Linked DNA regions of Mus musculus: regions 2, 3 and 4 are each linked to region 1. A link is a contact called in public promoter capture Hi-C data. All regions are on one chromosome and are shown on one strand. Each heading gives the region's core, a stretch centred on a gene start, on an enhancer-like site or on the middle of the called end of the contact. The rest is flanking DNA. Distances are from core to core; before and after follow the strand shown. Region 1 holds the start of Cdadc1 (cytidine and dCMP deaminase domain containing 1). Region 2 holds the start of Zmym5 (zinc finger, MYM-type 5). Region 3 holds the start of Cryl1 (crystallin, lambda 1). Region 4 holds the start of 1700039M10Rik (RIKEN cDNA 1700039M10 gene).

Region 1 (3,128 bases), core at 366-2,865:
CCAGGACTTCACAGTGAGACCCTTTCTTAAAAAGACAAACACACACACACACACACACACACACACACACACACACACACAGAGAGAGAGAGAGAGAGAGAGAGAGAGAGAGAGAGAGAGAGAGAGAGAGAGAGAGAGAGAGAGAATGGAGCAGAGGAGGAGGAAGGTAGTAGCAACAGCAGTTCTCAAAATGTAGAGAACAACTGACCTTGCATATCCAGTCCTGAAGGTTGGATCTAGAACTCAACCCCTACACCTAACGTTCAGGATCATCTCAGAAAGGGGGGAGGGGGATGAAAAGACTGTAAGAGCCAGAGAGGATCAGGAAGCTGTCAGAACATTGTCTTCTAGTTGTTGCAGGAAAGCTCCACCTACAAAATTTCAACAACATGGCTGCCAAAACAAGACCCGAACAATGCCAACACCAGCTAACTTGCCAACATGGGTGAAATCTCCCAGGGGTCCCATATCTAGATGAAGGGTAAATAATAACAGAGGAGAAATTAGTCTTCCCCAAGAATAAGTCCCCTCAACTAGTTATCCAGTACCAAGTGATCAGTCCTAAAAGCATATACATACAAGCACATATATGTAGAGATATATGTGTGTATATATTATATACATATATAATACATGTATATAAACAATAGTGGTTAAAGAAAAACCATGAATTAATTTAAAAATGATCAGGGCCTCGGGGAGGGGGGAGATTTGTAATGATATTATATTTTAAATAAAAATAAAACTATTTTTACAATTTTTGTTCAAATATCCATCTCTGGAGTTAAGGGTTGTAGTGACCCACTCTGGATGTGGGTGTTGGGAACTGAACTCAGACCCACTGGAAGAGTAGGAAGTGTTCTTAACTGCTGGGCCATGTTTCTGACCTCTCCAGGCTTCATTTTACACTTTATATTTTTCACTGGGGGCTGAGGAGATGGTTCATTGTGTACATGCTTTAGATATAAGCTTGAGGAGTTCCTTCTGGATCCCTCAAACCCACATTAAAAAAAAAAAAAGGTCTGAGTAAAGCTGCACCAGCCTGTAGTCACAAGTGTGTAAAGTCTGAGACAGGAGGATGAAGCTCCAGTGTAGCCAACCAGTGAGCTCCAGATCCAAGCAGAGACCCATTCTCAAAACAAACATTTGGAGGGCCATATAGAGGAAGATACCCTCTGTACGGTAAGCGCGCACACGTACGCTCTATTTACAAATTCATTGGGACGGACAACTCAGATTTTTCAGGTTCCGCTGTCTACTTAACTCTTCGATCCTCCCAGTTCTCTTCTCATAGTTTGTGTGAGTTTGGATATGAAGCAGAACCAAATACCCTGGGATCCGCCCACATCTGACGGCTGGGTTCCGATGGCCCTGCTTCCCCCACCTCGCCCACTCCGGTTCTATGTTCGCCTCTCTCTGTTTAAGTCCTCCACCCTGGTCCCCTACTGTCCCGAACCAAGACAACTTCAAGCGTCCTTCTTTCTGCAAAAATCACTGAACACAGCCTGCTACACAGAGTAGCATAACTGATAGATAACCACCACCACCACCTCGGTGCGCCGGACTCTGACGTCACATTAAGCGCCGGAAGCGATGGGGGGGGCATACCGAGACGTCATCTTGCTGCGCAGAACAAGCGGTTGTTGACAGGCCGCAGAGGTGGCCGTAGGCGAGCTTCAAGGAACCTATCATGCCTGACCGGGCAAGCTGTCCTGGGCCGAGGCCTTTGGGCTGGGGATGAAAGAAACGGATCAGATGCAGAGTTTGGAGGGTTCCGGGGCCGAGAGGTCAGTCGGCACGCAGACGGGCAGCATGACGGGTGAGTGCGGTGGCCTTCTCTCCCGCCCTGCCCCTCTCCTGGCGCTCTGCACGCTTGCCCGAGTCTCCCTCCAGCTCCGCATCCTGCCTGTCCTGTGTCTCCGCACAGCCCAGCACCCTCCCTGCTCTATGTCTCCTTCCCGCCCTGCTAGCCTGCTACTCCCCCCCCCCCCCCCACACACACACATACTGCACCTCCCTGACACCCTGCCTGCCCTGTGACTCACAGCGACTCCTGTCTGCCCCGCCGTCCCTGGTCTCCTTGCCAGGCGCGCGTCCCGGACACTGTGCTGTCCAGGCTTCATAGGTCGCGTCCTGTCCTGCACTGGTGGGTGGTTGCACCTAGAGTCAGTATCCCGGAGCTGAAGAGCCTGAAATTGCGCTTTGGCAAATTCACCACCCGTGATACCTCCCTCAAGTTTTGCCTTATGGTTGAAGATCAATCATGTTCCAACCATTGCCCTTTTAGCAATGCCAGGTTCCAGAGGGGTAGGGGTGGGGACCTTGCTCCTCGGCTACATCAGAGAGGAGCCCTTATCCTATTGATTGATTGATTATTTCCAGAGCCTTTGTATCAGTTTTACTATTTTACCTGTGGGGTGAGCTGGAGAAAAAAAAAGCACCCAACTTTGGAAAGTGCCACCCGAGGTCACTGAAAGTGAGGTTGTGGCCACTCTTGCTAAGGAAGCTTTTATTCTCCTGCCTGCCAGACCATCTGCAGCTCACTCGTAGCTTTGAGCTTAGCTCCTCTGCCTTCACTAGTGAAATTCTGAAGTGCTTGCCTTCTCTTTTGTAGGTCAAATACCAAGGCTTTCTAAAGTGAACCTTTTCACCCTGCTCAGTCTCTGGATGGAGCTCTTCCCAGGAGTGGAAGCCCAAGGGCAAAAATCTCAGGTATACCTTATTTCCATAGAGAGTGTTTACCCTTGGAAAAGCAGTAGTCTAAGTCTGGTTTCATTGGCCAACTGTAGTCCTAACAGCCAAATGCAGCAAGAACCTAGGAATGGTGTCATGGCTTTTGTATGCTGTGCCTGTAACCACAGCGAACTAGCTCATATTTCCAGTCTGAAAAGTTATTTCTAGTGTGTGCCATGATTACCAGGTATTAAGGCTTTTCTTTTGGAGACATTTAGCGCCTTAAAAATGTGCATTGTAAAAGTCAGTTTGCTAGTAATACAAAATTTGGAAATCCTTTTAGCTTTATTGTCCATATTTTATCTCATCGTAATTCTGTTATATACATTTAACTTGAATCCCTTTTCAGTGCAAAAGTTTTTTTTCTCACCCTTGGTTTCTGGCATCCTCTCCTT
Region 2 (3,128 bases), core at 317-2,816, 2.8 Mb after region 1:
TGCAAGTGTTGGAACTAAAAGCATGCGCCACCAAGTCCAGTTAAGAGTCATATATTTTCACATATTATGTAACAAGAACCTCAATCCAACCTAAAAGCATCAGTTGTAATCCCGCTAACAAACACCAGGGCGAGGTGCATTTCTTAGGTTACAGGGAGTCCTGGAAATCCGGCACCAAGTCTTCTGCCAAAGACATGGGTATAGACGAGGAACAAAAGACCCTCGTGCCGCCCTCCAGCGGCTCCGCTCCGAATGCGTCCGGTGGGACTCCCATTAGAGGGTCACTGCCCACGGAGCCAGGATGAAGCGAAGGGCACGCGATGGCCCGAGGCCCGGCAAACGTGGAGGACAGGCGCCGGGCAGGCCGGAGAGCGCGTGCTCGGCCAGGCACCGACGGCCAAGGCCAGACAGCCCAGGTCCCAGGGGCGCGAGCCCGCTAAGGGAGCCCGGGGCTCCATCTTGCCCGGCGGCAGTCTGGGGTCACCACTGTCCTGTGGCCCCGCCGCAATCTCGGCGCGCAAACTCTTGGCGGCCGAGGACAAGGCCTATGGTAGAGCGCGATCGGACTCGTTCCGGGCCAAGTTTCTCGTCCCCACGGGTTCGGTTCTGATGGGCCCCAAGTTCTCCCAACAGATCCCACAAAATGGAGGCCGACGTCTCCTCCCGCCGCAGCCATGGCGGAGGTGGGACACCCTTCCCACGGGCCAGGCAAGGTGGAAGCGCCTGCACGGCCGCCAGCGCACCAGTCCCCTTGCGGCCGCGGCCGGGCTCGCCCCCTCGGTCCGCCGCAGGCATTGCCGGGCTCGCCAGTCGCCGGGGTCTTGGGGGCCTGGACAGGGAGGACGCCGGGACATCGAGGCCGCGTCTCTCCTCGAGCAGAGTCGCAAAGGGCCGTGGCGACCGTCTGGAGGCCGAGACCCAGTGTCCCGATCCCGGGCCCACCGGAAGCCTCGACGAATATCGCCCGCCCCCAGGGCCGAAGCGCGAGCCGAACTGCGGGCAGCGCCACTCGGGCTCCTGACCCGGGCAGACCCCGCGAGTGGGGGCGGGGCGGGGGCACGGAGGGAGGGCGGAAGAGAGGGAGGGCCGGCCCAGCCCGGGGCTGGCGGCGGGGGGGGGGGGGGGGGGGGCCGGCAGGCCCGAGGGCGTGGCCCAGGTCTGACGGACAGCCGCCGTGACTACCTCACCGAGGAGGGTCCTGAAAGAAGGCCGACTGGGCCAATGGAGCCTGCCCGAGGCATTCCGTGCCGCCCACGCCATCAGCCAATGAGCGTGCGGAGGGCGGGGCCTCCCCGGGCCCCGCCGTGCCACCGCCTCCTCTGCCTCCTCCTCACCAGCGCTAAAGCCGGGACTGGACCGAGCGGAGTTGTGCGTGTCGCCGAAGGGGGGTGGGCCGGGGGAGGGGAGGTTCGTTCCGCGGAGCTGCAGCCAGAACCCGGTGAGGCTTCTCCCCGCCGTCTTTCCTGTCGAGGGCCGCGGAGAGTGGGGGTGGCTGGGAGCAGCGCAGCCTCGGGAGGAGGAGGCGGAGGCGGGGGCGACTGGGGAGGCGGAGATGGGTGAGGGCAGCGTCGGGAGCCTCCCACCGAGCCGGGCTTAACAGCCCGCGGCGGCCGGTGTCGCGGCTGCTGCGTCGGGGCCTGAGGGTGCGCTGGGGGCCGCGCTGATGTCCAGGGCGGCTTCGCGTGCGGCCGGAGGGGTGAGGGAGCGCGGGCGCGGCAGGGCTGGCTGGGTGAGGCGGCCGCGGGGCGGGGAGCGCGAGAGCCTCCGGGTGCGGGCGGCAGCGGCCGGAGGTCGAAGAGTGTTTTCCTTTCTGTGCTGCGAGCGGGCGGGCGGGTCGGGGAGGGGCCCTTTGGCCCTCCCGCCCGGGGGCCGCACTCCCACCCTGTCTGTTCAACCGACACCCCAAGTTTTCCGTGTTAAGGGGCGTCCTCTTACGTCCCGCGGCGTTTTCTCTCTCTCTCTTTTTTTTTTTTTTTGGGTCGGTCTGTCGCAGCTTTTAATCTTATTTGAGCCAGTTTCTAATGGCTGACCTGGTGCCTGTCGCGGGCTACTGAGGAGTTAGGCCCTAATCAAGTGCTTGCGGCAAATGGGACCCAATTGTTGAACCTCTCCCGGGTCGGATTTGTACTTGAGTGGTAACTACTTAGGAGAAATGTGAATCCCTTTCTAGATTCGAGGACGCGTTTACTCTTCGACTCAGCTGCGCGCTCTACTCATAATTCTGAAACTGGAAAGAACATATGAGCTTGGCCTGCTGTCGTTTAGTTGATCTATTGTTTATTTGGAGAAGGTTGGTAGAACAGCTTGGGAATAACTTCACCTTGACTTATTTATTTCCTTTGGCGTTCAGGGTTTGGTGCTACCTCGGAGCTGTTGATGTTCACTGTATGTATGTGTTTTGGGTGTTTGTTTGTAAATTTCTTTTTATACTAGGATCTTCAAGCTACTTTGGTGAAGGATTTGACAGGAATAAGGAAAACATCTCCATTGTGAGTCATTTTGCGTAGCTTTCCTGCTTAAACCACTAGGATAGACTTTTCTATTTTGTCGAAGTGAAGAGTTGCTGCCTGAGTGATTTCTGCTGAGAAAGCCAAGCCAGTGTGATCTGTAGTGTGTTAGTGGGTACTACTAACATGGCTGTCTTCTCAGATTCCTAAATAAGACTATGTTCTTAGTCATAAGATGCTGTGCACTTAACATTTTTGTGTTCCTTTCTAGGAGATTTCTTTAATTTCTTGTATTTTTAAACCACTAAGCAGTTATTTATTTTTGAAAAAGCTTGTTTGTTTGTTTGTTTAAAATGTTTTCACCATTGCTCTCTTCAGACACACCAGAAGAGGGCATCAGACCCCATTATAGATGGTTGGGAGCCACTATGTGGTTGCTGGGATTGAACTCAGGACCTCTAGAAGAGTAGTCAGTGCTCTTAACCACTGAGCCATCTCTTCAGCCCACACTAAACAGTTATTTTAAATAAAGATTAAATATTTTTAAAAATTACTGACATGTTTTAAGATGGAGGACAAACGAATTACAAGGGTTTTTTGTTTTTCAGTTTTAAAAAGATTATATGTTACATATATAGGTGTTTTGCTTCATGTATATCTGTGTGCCACTTGGCTGCAGTG
Region 3 (3,128 bases), core at 407-2,906, 2.2 Mb after region 1:
ATGCCTGGACCATGGTCAGGATCATGCACTGAAAATAAGCATTGCCAAGGCAGATACGGCTTTTGCAGGATTGAAGATGGAGGAGTGTCTAGGCAGACACAAAATAGGATAAGGTGGCATTCATAACCTTAGTCATTTGACCTTCTTCTTCAGAAAGGAAGAGACAGTTTAAAGCTGCCTTAGGTTTGTAAGAAAATATGTCTTAGTTAGAGTTTCTATTACTTCAACAAAACACCATGACCAAAAAGCAAGTTGGGGAGGAAAAGGTTTAGTCTTGCAGTTTGTCACCGAAGGAAGTCAGGTCAGGGACTCAAGCAGGGCAGGAACCCGAAGGCAGGAACTGATGCAGGGGCTATATAGGGAGCTGCCTACTGGCCATCCACAATGGGCCCTCCCCTCTTGATCACTAGTTGAGAAAATGCCTTAAGCTGGATCTCATGGAGGCATCTCCTCAACTGAGCAGCCTTCCTCTCTGATGACTCCAGCTTGTGTCAAGATGACACAAAACCAGTCAGTACACTCTCCCTTGCAGAGAGGGACTGGCCATCAGTGTAATTTGGCCGATCTGATGGGTAAAAGGTGTTTTCCTCGTGCCACTTTTCATCTCATTTAAACGGGGCTCGGCATCTTCAAATGTTTATTGATAATTTGTGGAACTGTTTAAAAACCTGACTGCCTCAGAGGTTTCTCTTTCCGAATCCCTGACAAGGTGGTGGGAATAAGGCAAGTGTCTACTCTCCTGAATCTGTCAGTGTGAGTGTGTTCTGATTTCAGCTTTTCCCAAACTGCTGGCCTCAAAGTGTTTCCACTTCCGATTGTGGGCACAAAACTTGTGTCATGCAGTGTAATGCCTCTCGTTCTCTGGTCTCAGACCCAAGTGTAATCAGGGCACTAGCCTTTTTTTTTTTTTTTTTTTTTTTTGCAACAGGGTCTTGCTGTCTCTGAATGTAGCCTGGCTGGAACTCCCGGTTCAGCCTCCCAGGTTTTGCGAGAGCAGGTGCATTCCATCACGCCCTGCTTGGTTTTTCTTTTTCTTTTCCTAACACATTTGGCACTGCACGCCTCTGGAAGGAGGAAGTAAGGCACACAGAAGCTGTGGTACGCTACAAGGAATTCAAATTCGTCCTTCCGTTTCTCAGAGTAACATATCCGGAGTTTCCATTTGTAGCTTGTCCCTTAAGTATCCGGGCCTCCGTTCACATCAGTGAAGCCAGGCTGCAGGTATCTCACCAGACCTGGATTTCCAGTGTAGAGTAGAATGTAAACAGTGGAACAAAAGTCCTTAAAGTGACAAACTGGTGCTAACGTCTTTAAAGCAACATTTTCTTGAAAGTGTCTCTGGGGTGAACCTTTGCGCCAACCTGGCAGTATCCGCTCATGGTTTAATGGTTTCCTGTTAGAAACTTAAAAATAAAAATTGCTCAGCTCAGAAGTGTCTGGTCTTCCCTGTTTGCATCCACCGTCCCACGCTCCCCGGTGCTAGAGCCCAGTGGCCTTCCTGAAGTCTCTCCCCGAGGGCTCCGCCTCTCCTGCGCCTTGGCCCCTCCCCGGAGCTTGTCAGCCAATGGGATAGTCCTCATGAGGTTTGGGCACGCCCACCCAGGCGCCCAGCCTTATTCTGGCGCGCGACCCGCTCTGCTTTGCTCGCTCCCTCCGCTAACGCAGCTGTACAGCCAGGCCCGGATCTGCCATGGCGTCCCCAGCAGCGGGCGGGGTGGTGATCGTAGGCAGGTAAAGGTCTCAGTGGCGCCGTGCTGCAATGGCTGGCGCCCTGGCAGCGTCCCGAACGCGGGACCTCCCGCGGGCGGCCGTGGGTGCCTCGGGTGGGCATCAGGCTGTACCTCGCTCCTCCAGGCGCTTCGCACTTGGGCTCCGAAGCTAGTCTGGCAGTAGACTAGGTGGTGGCCGTGGCTTAGCCAAGCAGTAAGGAGAGCCTTAAATCGGTGCGGGGTCACTTTTGTCAGCGCAGGCCAGAGGTGCCTGGCATCATTGAATACTAGCAATGAACCTGCGAAAACTGTGTTCTTATGCTTTTGAGACGGAGGTCTTGTGTAGCTCATCCTGGCCTCAAAATTTCTAGGTTAGCTGAGGCTATCCTTGAACTCTTGATCCTCCTGCCAAATACCCCAGCGTGAAAGCAGCTTATTCTTATTAAGAACGCAGACAAGAGTTTTACCAAGATGATAGTAACTAACGGATAACTATTGGCCTGGGTTGGCAAGGAGGCTGGTTCGCATGCACCACTGGGCTAGGCTAAATCTCTCGAGGCAGAAACCTTGTCAGTCAAGGCACCCTGCTTTCCTGTGTGTATGTGTCCCAAGGCAGGAGGCTGAGTCACTTTAACAGCCCAAGTTCATCTGACACACCAATTTCTGTTCTCATGATTCCCCTTTCTCCTTATTGCTTCTTTTTTTAAAAAATAAGAACGCTTAGAATATCTTTCATTGCCTAGCTGTCTGAAAGTCTATCAACGTGTAGCAACACATAATAACTAGTATTGGTTGGTAGCTATTAAAGGAGTGGCTTCATGTCCCTGCTTATAGTTTTGGCTACTTGTTGTTCTGCCTGCAGACCAGTCCCAAGTTCAGGCTTTTTCCTTGAGAGTTCTTTGGAGGGAGGTGTCAGAATGCTGTTGCTATTTTCTCTCTTACAGAACTGCAGAATTAGCTGTACCTTTGTCCTTTCCCGTGGTTGCCTGTGGTTGAATGGTCAAGAAATATCAAAAGTGTGCACTTTGCTCCTGTGGTGAACTGTGCTGCCTCGCCTTCTGTGAGAGCCACTGGTGTCACGGGCTAGGTTTTTGCAGGTCTCCGTTGGGAAGTAGATCTCTGCCTGCACCTGACAGGTGTCATGTGGGATTTTGACTGGATTTTGCATTCGTCTGGCTGTGGGTGGTTCATAGACTCCCAAGGAGAGACTCAACAGTCAGTTATTTCTGAGCTCATGGACAGGGAACTAGAAGGGGGCCGGGACATCTTAAGGAGCACAAGATGACCTGAGCTATTGTTTTCTAATGTGGAAATTCTGTCTTCTGCTTACTCCCTCATCCTTCCCCGTCCTTCTTTCTCATTTGCTTATCCAGCTGTCAGTCAATCATCTATCTATCTATATTATATCTACTACCTATC
Region 4 (3,128 bases), core at 341-2,840, 2.0 Mb after region 1:
GGGTGATTTGAATAATTTTGTGGTAAAGCTCTCAAATGGTGAAGTCCAGATTTATGTTTCAGTAATATGTGATATATTTTATATATATATATATGTGTGTGTGTGTGTGTGTGTGTGTGTGTGTATATATATTTTTTTTAAAGGGCCAAGCATTGTGGAATTGCCAGTCCTTTCTACTTCAAAGGTTAAAGCTGGAGACTCAACTTGGTCCCAACACAAAAAATAAATAAGAAAAAGAAAAACTCAGTTAGTTAGTTAGTCTGTTAGTTTGTTGTTTTTATGAGACAGAGTCTTCGTATGTAGTCCTGCTCTCCATAAACTTGTGTAGTCTAAACCTTAAGCTCACAGAGAATTACCTGTCTCCCCTGACCACTAGGGACCCAGGACCACATATTTCTATCTTAAGAGATCTTCCAAGGTATTCTCTCAGCACCATTACTAAATATAAAAGAAATAATTCCTTAATTAAAATGTGGGGGGCTGGTGAGATGGCTCAGTGGGTAAGAGCACCCGACTGCTCTTTCAAAGGTCCTGAGTTCAAATCCCAGCAACCACATGGTGGCTCACAACCATCTGTAATGGGATCGGGCTTCCTCTTCTGGAGTGTCTGAAGACAGCTACAGTGTACTTACATATAATAAATAATTATTAAAAAAAAATGTGATTTGAAAGCATCTTTTGGATCCAATTTGACTGAAAAACTTTTTCACTTCAATAAAGACTAGTTTGTCTTTGATACTAATTTTATGATCTGTGAGAAACATTTAATTACAATGTATACAGGCCAGCCAGAACTACATCAAGAAACTCTTGTTGAAAAAAAACCAAAAAGGTAGAGCTTTCTTGTGTCTTCAGACACTTTAATATTTAAAAATAGCATATAATTGAATACACGAAGATAATCATTGTGGCATACATACTTAAAAGGAATGGAAGCTTTAAAAAATTAGGTGCAAAATAGTTTGCTTTAAAACAGGTTTTTTTGAGTCTTATAAGTAGATGGTTTCTTCCTTTTCAATAGTTTTTTTTTCTTGATTGCCATTTTGATAAGTTACACTTGATTTGATCTATTTGGTTTAATAGAGTAGTCATTCGTTTAGAGAAATCGAAATCAAAATGAAGTATGGGTTTCTACAGACGAAACACTACTGTATGTAGAAATTGTGACAGTTCATTATCAAGCTGCTTTTTGAGTGGCGTCAGCATCTGAGCGGTGATTTAAAGCCCTTCAGCCAGATCAGGAAATCGATAAAGAGAGAACCGAACAGCAGGAACATAGTGAAGTTTGCCTGTCCCTGGGAAAGAAAAGATTACATGTGATTTAAGAATTGCCGAATCAAAGGGAGCATTAGTTTTGATTAAGGAAAACTGTGTGCCAGCTACCATGATAGATTGGTAAAATATGTGTTCATATACTGTGAATTCAACACTGAAAGCTCTGAAAGACTAATTGGTTTGAAAGGTTTAAGACTGACTCCAAAGTACCAAACAGCCAGACTACCGCAACCTAATTAAAACCTGGGTTGTAGAAGCCGGAAGCTGACTGGGCGGGACTAGACGCTCATTGGCTCCCACCGTCTGGTCTGCACCAGCGCAAACGCGGAGGTCCCCGCCAACCCTCACCCCACCCCCGCACTGTGACGACTGCGCATGCGTCAGTGGTGAGTGGCGGCCACGGAGTGTGGCGGCGGAGGGTCAAGGGATGTTTTGGGTGGGTTCCGAACCGGGTCCATACTGACCCTTGGAGACTTTCCCAGTAGGGGCCTCGTCTCTGCGGGGTCCTTCTTCTTGGACATCTTGAGCCGGAAACAAGTCCTTAGTGGTCCGGTCGGAATGGTGCCTGGGGAAGGGATATATATGCATGGACACGAGGAAGCCTTGAGCCTTAGCATGGGGTTTGGCTGGCCGGGCTGTTCATCCAAACTTACCTTGTTGTGTGTTTGTGGCTTGCTTTCTCTGTGCAAGTTTTATCTCAGGTCATGGTGGGATTTATTATTTTGAGATGGTCTCACTGTATAGCCAGGCTGGCCTCGAACTCAGACTCATTGATCCCTCATTTTTCCCGTGTCACCACACCCAACAATCTTTCTTTAAATAATAAACAGTATTTAGGAAGTGAAGGACTTCCCTCAGGCAGAGACTTGTATGAAAATGAAAGCACACGATTTTTATACACTCGAGATGCACAGGCAGACAGATCTCTGAGTTCAAGGCCAGCCTGGTCTACAGAGAATTTTCCTGGACAGCCAAGGCTACACAAAGAAATCCTATCATTCATTCATAGGTAGATAGATAGAGCAAGTTCTAGGACAGCCAAGGCAACACAACTGTCTTGAATCAATAAGATTACTTAGAGAATATCTGCCAGGCATTGTCATCTACAGAGTTCACGCTCAGGGAACAAACAAGTTGAGAACAATGTCATTTCTAGTGACTGTGGGTGCCTGTCTCTGAGCCGCAGGTTGAGCATACTTGACAGGTCATTCTATTCGCCTACTAGTACAGCTACCCTTCCTGCAGTTTACTAACGACTCTGGAAAGAAACTTTGTTTCATTCTCTTTCTGCTGGCTTAAACTCTCTTGACCTAAATATCTTGGAGAAGGTACTTAGATACTCTGACATACAGTATTGTTAGTTTTTTGTTGTTGCTTTCGTAGATCTGATGCATGGGAATAGAAGTTTGTTTTGATTTTGGGTTTTTTTTTTGGGGGGGGGGTTGGTTTTGTTTTTTTTTGTTTTTCCAGACAAGGTTTCTCTGTGTAGCCCTGGCTGTCCTGGAACTCACTCTGTAGACCAGGCTGGCCTCGAACTCAGAACTCCACCTGCCTCTGCCTCCTGAGTGCTGGGATTAAAGGCGTGCACCACCACGCCCGACTAGAACTAGAAGATTTTTATAGAAATGAAGAATCCCTGCTGCTGCTGCCGCTGCTGACCCTTTCCCCACGGTAGTCCCATCTTCCTGTAACCCCATTTCCATTTTTCCTATCAAGGCAAGGCCTTGACTTTATTTCCCATCAGGTTCTTCCCTGTTGCCCTTAGGTGCTGAGCCACATTTCTGACATAGAGCAATAGCTGTCTTGCCATTTCTTTGTCTCTGGGGTTTCTGGACCTCTGCACTAAGGATATT

Evidence for each region. Promoter capture Hi-C pulls out the DNA fragments that hold promoters and counts their contacts.
Region 2: a contact with region 1 is called in a promoter capture Hi-C map of pre-B cells, with 8 times the contacts expected there. The contact joins the promoter of Zmym5 here to the promoter of Cdadc1 in region 1. A contact is called at or near these places in 2 of 39 promoter capture datasets (liver and pre-B cells) and 1 of 9 other capture datasets (adipose tissue).
Region 3: a contact with region 1 is called in a promoter capture Hi-C map of liver, with 2.7 times the contacts expected there. The contact joins the promoter of Cryl1 here to the promoter of Cdadc1 in region 1. A contact is called at or near these places in 4 of 39 promoter capture datasets (the C10 cell line, liver and pre-B cells) and 1 of 115 datasets of contacts at active chromatin or transcription factors (large pre-B cells).
Region 4: a promoter capture Hi-C map of pre-B cells shows a contact between it and region 1, with 5 times the contacts expected there. The contact joins the promoter of 1700039M10Rik here to the promoter of Cdadc1 in region 1. A contact is called at or near these places in 3 of 39 promoter capture datasets (hippocampal neurons, liver and pre-B cells) and 1 of 9 other capture datasets (liver).

What each region holds. Positions count from the first base shown.
Region 1 is chr14:59,596,446-59,599,573 of GRCm38.p6, reverse strand. It overlaps Cdadc1 (cytidine and dCMP deaminase domain containing 1), which reads left to right and starts at 1,615. Exons shown (of 10, transcript NM_027986.3): 1 at 1,615-1,819; 2 at 2,615-2,712. The coding sequence starts at 1,738.
Region 2 is chr14:56,809,902-56,813,029 of GRCm38.p6, reverse strand. It overlaps Zmym5 (zinc finger, MYM-type 5), which reads left to right and starts at 1,566. Exons shown (of 8, transcript NM_001253753.1): 1 at 1,566-1,696; 2 at 2,171-2,290. 2410022M11Rik (RIKEN cDNA 2410022M11 gene) reads right to left here and starts at 1,041. Exons shown (of 1, transcript NR_152252.1): 1 at 1-1,041.
Region 3 is chr14:57,397,011-57,400,138 of GRCm38.p6, reverse strand. Cryl1 (crystallin, lambda 1) reads left to right here and starts at 1,656. Exons shown (of 8, transcript NM_030004.3): 1 at 1,656-1,731. The coding sequence starts at 1,691.
Region 4 is chr14:57,570,076-57,573,203 of GRCm38.p6, reverse strand. It overlaps 1700039M10Rik (RIKEN cDNA 1700039M10 gene), which reads right to left and starts at 1,590. Exons shown (of 2, transcript NR_152103.1): 1 at 1,519-1,590; 2 at 836-1,295. Eef1akmt1 (EEF1A alpha lysine methyltransferase 1) reads left to right here and starts at 1,622. Exons shown (of 5, transcript NM_026526.3): 1 at 1,622-1,661.